2 separate regions of the Sus scrofa genome follow, and region 2 is linked to region 1. Evidence: chromatin contacts called from public promoter capture Hi-C data. All regions are on one chromosome and are shown on one strand. Each heading gives the region's core, a stretch centred on a gene start, on an enhancer-like site or on the middle of the called end of the contact. The rest is flanking DNA. Distances are from core to core; before and after follow the strand shown. Region 1 holds the start of CENPT (centromere protein T). Region 2 holds the start of LOC100621778 (dipeptidase 2).

Evidence for each region. Promoter capture Hi-C pulls out the DNA fragments that hold promoters and counts their contacts.
Region 2: a promoter capture Hi-C map of fetal liver shows a contact between it and region 1, with 2.3 times the contacts expected there. The contact joins the promoter of LOC100621778 here to the promoter of CENPT in region 1. A contact is called at or near these places in 1 of 5 promoter capture datasets (fetal liver) and 1 of 2 datasets of contacts at active chromatin or transcription factors (alveolar macrophages).

Annotation. Positions count from the first base shown.
Region 1 is chr6:28,455,187-28,458,068 of Sscrofa11.1, reverse strand. It overlaps CENPT (centromere protein T), which reads left to right and starts at 1,449. Exons shown (of 11, transcript XR_002344575.1): 1 at 1,449-2,051.
Region 2 is chr6:28,597,573-28,600,454 of Sscrofa11.1, reverse strand. LOC100621778 (dipeptidase 2) reads left to right here and starts at 1,385. Exons shown (of 11, transcript XM_003355779.5): 1 at 1,385-1,541; 2 at 1,855-2,110; 3 at 2,435-2,561; 4 at 2,875-2,882. The coding sequence starts at 1,454. LOC106507567 (a long non-coding RNA gene) reads right to left here and starts at 255. Exons shown (of 3, transcript XR_002344578.1): 1 at 1-255.

The DNA of each region.
Region 1 (2,882 bases), core at 200-2,699:
CCAACTAGGAACCATGAGGTTGTGGGTTCGGTCCCTGCCCTTGCTCAGTGGGCTAACAATCTGGCGTTGCCGTGAGCTGTGGTGTAGGTTGCAGACTCGGCTTGGATCCCATGTTGCTGTGGCTCTGGCGTAGGCTGGCGGCTACAGCTCCGATTCGATCCCTAGCCTGGGAACCTCCATATGCCGCGGGAGCGGCCCAAAGAAATAGCAAAAAGACAAAAAAAAAAAAAAAAAAAAAAAAAAAAGAATTCAAGTTCTAATTCAGTTCCCATGATTTTTTTTTTTTTTTTTTTTTTTTTTTTTTTTTTTGTCACACCTGTAAGCATGTGTAAGTTCCCAGGCCAGGGATCGAATCTTTGCCAGAGCAGCCACCCAAGCTGTTGCACTAACAATGCCGGGAGCTCCCTTCGTGGCTCAGTGGTAACAAACCAGACTGTATCCATGTGGACAGGGGTTCAATCCCTGGCCTTGTTCAGTGGGTTAAGGATCCGGCATTGCCGTGTGAACTGTGGTGTGGATCACAGACTTGGCACCGATCCCACATTGTTATGGCTGTGGGGTAGGCCAGCAGCTGTAGCTCCAATTTGACTCCTACCCTGGTAACTTTCATATGCAGTGGGTGTGGCCCTTAAAAAAAACAAACAAAACAAACCTCCCTGATGAAAATTTAAGAAAGTGGAGGAGGGGGCTCTCAATTGGTGAAAATATGGTAATGGAATCTCCAGCACTGACAGATTTTTTGAGAGCTGGAATTCTTCTCATAACTGCATATATCTGAAGATAACATCTCTCCTGGATCACAAACAGCCCACTAGTCGCCAAGCCTGCAAAATGCTCTCTTGTGATAGGTATGGATGTTACAGACACATTGGTCTTTGCAAATGCAAATCTGACCAGGTCACATACAGAATATTTTTTGCTGCTGTTGTCATTTCTCTTTGGCTGTGCCCAGACGCCTTCAGAAGTTTCAGGTCCAGGGATCCAATCCACGCCTCAACAGTGACAAACCCAGATCCTTAACCCATAGCACCACCAAGGAACTTCAACAGTTATTTTTTTATTTTATTTTTTTTCTAGGGCCATGCCTGTGGCATATGGAGGTTCCCAGGCTAGGGGTCCAATCGGAGCTGTAGCCACCGGCCTTTGCCAGAGCCACAGCAACGCAGGATCCGAGCCATGTCTGTGACCTACACCACAGTTCACAGCAACGCAGGATCCTTAACCCACTGAGCCAGGCCAGGGATTGAACCTGAAAACTCATGGTTCCTAGTCAGATTCATTAATCACTGAGCCACGACGGGAACTTCAACAGTTACTTTTTCTTCACCCAAATTTGTCTCACCTCATCTTTGGTGAAGAAGATGGTCTAACAATAGTGACTGCTGTTTGTTTGTTTATTTTATTTATTTTATTATTATTTTTTTTTTTGGTCACTCCTGCTGCATGCCTAAGTCTTCCTAAGTTGCTGGGCCAGAAATTGAACCCATGCCACAGTAGCGATACAAACTGCTGCACAGACAAACCTGGATCCTTAACCCGGTGGGCCACAGAAGAACTCCAATGACTGCTATTCATTGATGGCCTGGATTACTATGTGTCAGATCATGAGTTAAACATTATCTCATTGAATCATTACACCACCACTAACCCTTTATTAGGTGGTTATCATCCTCAGTTTACATGTAAGAAAAGCAAGACTTGCGTATGTTTGCCCAGGCTCAAGGTAAGAATGCCTGCAAAACCAGTTTGCAACCACCACTATATTCGCTGAACATGAAGCGGGCAGCACGTCTGTAACTTCAATTCCCGTCGGGCTGTGCGGCAGCGTCGCGAGAGTTGACCTGAAAAAGCAGCCTCGCGAGCGTTGGCTTAAATGCGGCGGCGGGAAGGCGGCTGTCCCTGCTGCGGGAGCGGTTGAGAGTACGGACAGCTGAGGCGATGGCGGACAGCCACAGCCCGGACAGCGAGCCTACGACGCGCACGCTGCTACGGCGCGTGCTGGATACAGCGGATCCGCGCACCCCGCGGCGACCCCGAAGTGCTCGGATTGGGTATATAGAGGCGGTGGGGTCCAGCGCTGACCCTGTTTGGAGAGGGAAACAGTTTCGGAAAGGAGCAGAGCCCAGGGCTCTGAGAACAGGCTCCTTTCCCCTAGCTGGGCTCGGGTTAGCTGTTTGTGTCCCTACCCCTGAGACTCCACCGCTCGGGACCTCAGAGCTCTTTGGAGGCCCGCTTCTGGAGGCAAAGAACAGCGCTCAGAATCTGGACTTCTGCTCTGTTTTCCAGGCCAGTTTTCCAGCGTGTGCCCAGGCATCTGCCCAGAACTGCCTCTCAGGCAGTTCCCACCTGGAAGATGGGAAAGGAGCTGGAGAGCATAGCCTGGGCAGAAGTCGGAAGGCAGAAACTGGAAAGATGCTTTGCTAGGGAGCAAGGAATTTGGTTTGACTTGGTAGGAGTGTCAGTGGGTGAGCAAAGGGTGTAGAAGACAGGCATCTGCGAGCTTCCTCGGGCAATACAGTTCCTTTATAGACAACGGGAAGCCATTCCTTCACCTATGAGTGATAAGGTGGGAGTTGTGCCCTAGGAACATATATGTGGTTCTGAAATCTGAGAGGGAATTGGACTGGAGAGACTAGGGCTGGAATGACCCACATGGAGGTTGCTCTCAGACCCTGACAAGTACTTAAAAGGTTTACAAATACTTAAATGTCTTTGGATTGTTATTTTAGTGTCTAGAATGAATACTCTTCCAATTGTTCCTTTTGTCTGTGTGGTTAACCCCTACTTCTTCCAAAGTCACCTCTTTGAAGCCTTCCTCAGCCCCTCTCTCTGGTGGGCTCATTATATTCCCTCTCTCTTCCCTCAGGCTCCCTTTCATCAAT
Region 2 (2,882 bases), core at 136-2,635, 140 kb before region 1:
CTCTAGAGTGGAACAGACAAACTGTTTATCCCCTAAAATTACATTTTTGGTCTGGAAGCAGCATATCCAAGAGTTTCTCCTCTCTCTCCCCCCAGCTGCAAGAGTGACTATGGGGGCTGCTGACCAGCAAGGGGGCAGCTGGGGAGGGAAGGGATCAAGGTCCGAGTTAGGTGTCCAAGACAGCCGGGGCACCAATACACCCTGCTGTTCTCTGAAGCAGAGCTGGAAAGGACGCACGCTCTGCAGTGGGGCTGCCAAGAGAATCCTCCAGCTGCAGTGAGCAGGACACAGACTCACCTCCACCACAGCGCTGCTAGTTTGCCCTTCCTCCTGGCCTGCAGGCACTGGGCCACACCAAATGCAGGATCCCTCAGCTACACACAAGCTGGGACCCTTCCACTCCTGGGGAGCTCAGGACCTCTAGTCCCCCTGGAAGAGTTTTACTCATTTCCTTTTTAGGGCAATTTCTAGGGTCTCCAGGGCTCAGACTGAGGTCACTACCACTGCACTGCTCATTCCTGCCACCTGAAAAAGGTTCCAAAGGTGGAAGAGTTCTAGGGGGTGCCAAGGACTAGAGTAGAACCTTGAGGCTGAAGATAAAGGAGTCTGGGTACAGTCCCTGAAGCATCTCAGTGGTGGAGCTTCTTTGGGAAGGCACATCCTCGGTGTACATGTGTGCCTGGGGGTGGAGTGAGGGAGCTGTTCCTAGAGGAGGCAGCTAGGGCGAAGGCCTGAGGCTGAAAGTGGGGAATGGGGTGGGACCTCTGAGCAAGGATAGGAACTTGGCCCTTGAGGTTTCTGGGAGAGCTAGAGCCACAAGGAGCACGAGAAAAGGCCAGTTTGGCTGCAGATCCCACCTCCCAGGTCTTTCCTCGGGACTTATACTTCCTCAGGAAGCCCCTGCCTTCCACACTGAGGTAGGAGGGATCCTGGCCAACAGGTCAGCCAGCAGCTGTGGGAGAAAGGGTGCTGGAATGGAGGCTCTGATGCCATGGAAATGACTGCATTTCCTTCCCCTCAAATAACCAACTGTCTGGATTCCTGCTTTGTTGAGTAAAAGCGTCCTTGACTCTCCCCAGATGGTTGCTCAGATCACATCACAAAAGTCTCTCGATTCAGGCCCTGGGGAGGTGTAGCAACTCCTGAGGGAGCTCCTTCCTGAGGCTGACTGCGGAAGATGGGGGAGGGGAGCCCCTGACAGTTCCATTACTGACTGAAGTCCCCACGGGATTGTCGTGCAGGCAGGAGAGTCAAGTAGAGGGAGAAAGGTGGGGGCAGAGGGCCCCTTCCTGAATCCAGCATCCACAAGGTTAACTCTGGATTTCCAGAAACTATCTCCTCCCCCACACCCACCCCACGTTGCCCAGCACCAGGAATCCTGGAGACCACAGCACTGTGGCCATAGAGACACTCGCACGCAGCCCTCCGGGTGGGCGGGGCAGGCTGCCGGCAGATGGGGACAAGATGTGCTCTGGGAAGGCCTGGGGCTGAAGGCCACTCTCTGAGAGAAGCACCCCAGACTCTCTCTCTTGGAGAGCAAGGTTAGAGGTAGGGGGAGAGCAACCTGGGGCGGGTCCCTGGCGCGGTGCGGGGTGGGAAGAGGAGCAGTGGCAGAGGGAACCTGCGAAGGGACGCGAATGGGCTCTCGGAGGCCAGCTTGGCCCCTTCTCAACAGGGGGCAGGAGGGCGGTGCCGCCCCCTGGCGGACGTGCTTGAGGGATTGCGGCTCTCCTCGCGCCTGGACGTGGGTGCGGGAGGGAGGTCTTGGGACAAGGTGCGCTCTCCTTCCGCTCGAGGCTGCGCCCCTGGGTAGCCTGTGGGGATCGGCGGAACCCCATCGTCCGTCCTTCCCAGGCTCTGGAGACCCGCCCTTGCCCGCTTGCCCGGCCCCGCGCAGCATGCGGCCCAGGGGCCTCCAAGGTCCCCGCGAGCTCCGCCAGCGGCCTCTGCTGCATCTGCTGCTCCTGCTGTGGCTGCTGCTGCGGCCAGTAACCCGCGCCCAGACGGCGCCGGGCGCCCCGAGCGCCCCCACCGCGCCGGGAACCCCCAGGGCCCCAAGTCTGCCAGAGCGTGCGCGGGCCCTGATGCGGGACTTCCCGCTCGTGGACGGGTGCGTAGGGCGATGCGGTGGCTGGTGGGGCCCTGGCCGTTCCCTGAGCGGGGAAGGACACCCAGAGCAGGCAGAGCTACTGAGGAGGCTCCCTCACACCACCCCTGGATGTCCTCTCCCATCATCCATGGGTGCCCTTTCCCTCCTCTGTCACCCCCGCCCCTGGTGGGAACCCCTTGCCCAAGCATCAGTTGGTCTTAGTGTGACCAGCTGTGTGAGAGTCAGAGATGGGGGAGCCTGGGACAGCCCAGGCCAGGCAACGAACGTGTTCTGCCTGATACTAAAGGCAAAGGAGCCCAACCATTTGCCTTGACCTCCCTCCAGCCACAACGACATGCCCCTGGTCGTGAGGCAGTTTTACCACAACCGGCTACAGGATGTTAATCTGCGCAATTTCAGCCACGGCCACACCAACTTGGACCGGCTTAGAGATGGTCTCGTGGGTGCCCAGGTACCAAAGGGACACACACGTTGCCACCATGGCTGCTGGGGAATGTGGGGGATCGTGGGGGCCTCAGAGACAACAAGTTAGTCACATGGGAACTCAGTTTCAATGATGAACCTAGAAAGTGCCATGATATGGATGCTGGGGGCTACCGGGGTCATGCCGAGCCAACCTATGGCCATCCAAGTACCACAGAATGAACAACACATTACCTATGACTTCTGGGCACAGTGAGTGCTGTGCTAGCTGTGGAGGCTACGAGAAACCCAAGGAATTCCACAGCAAGCCCTGCCCAAACCAACCCCTGGCCTTCTCCCAGTTCTGGTC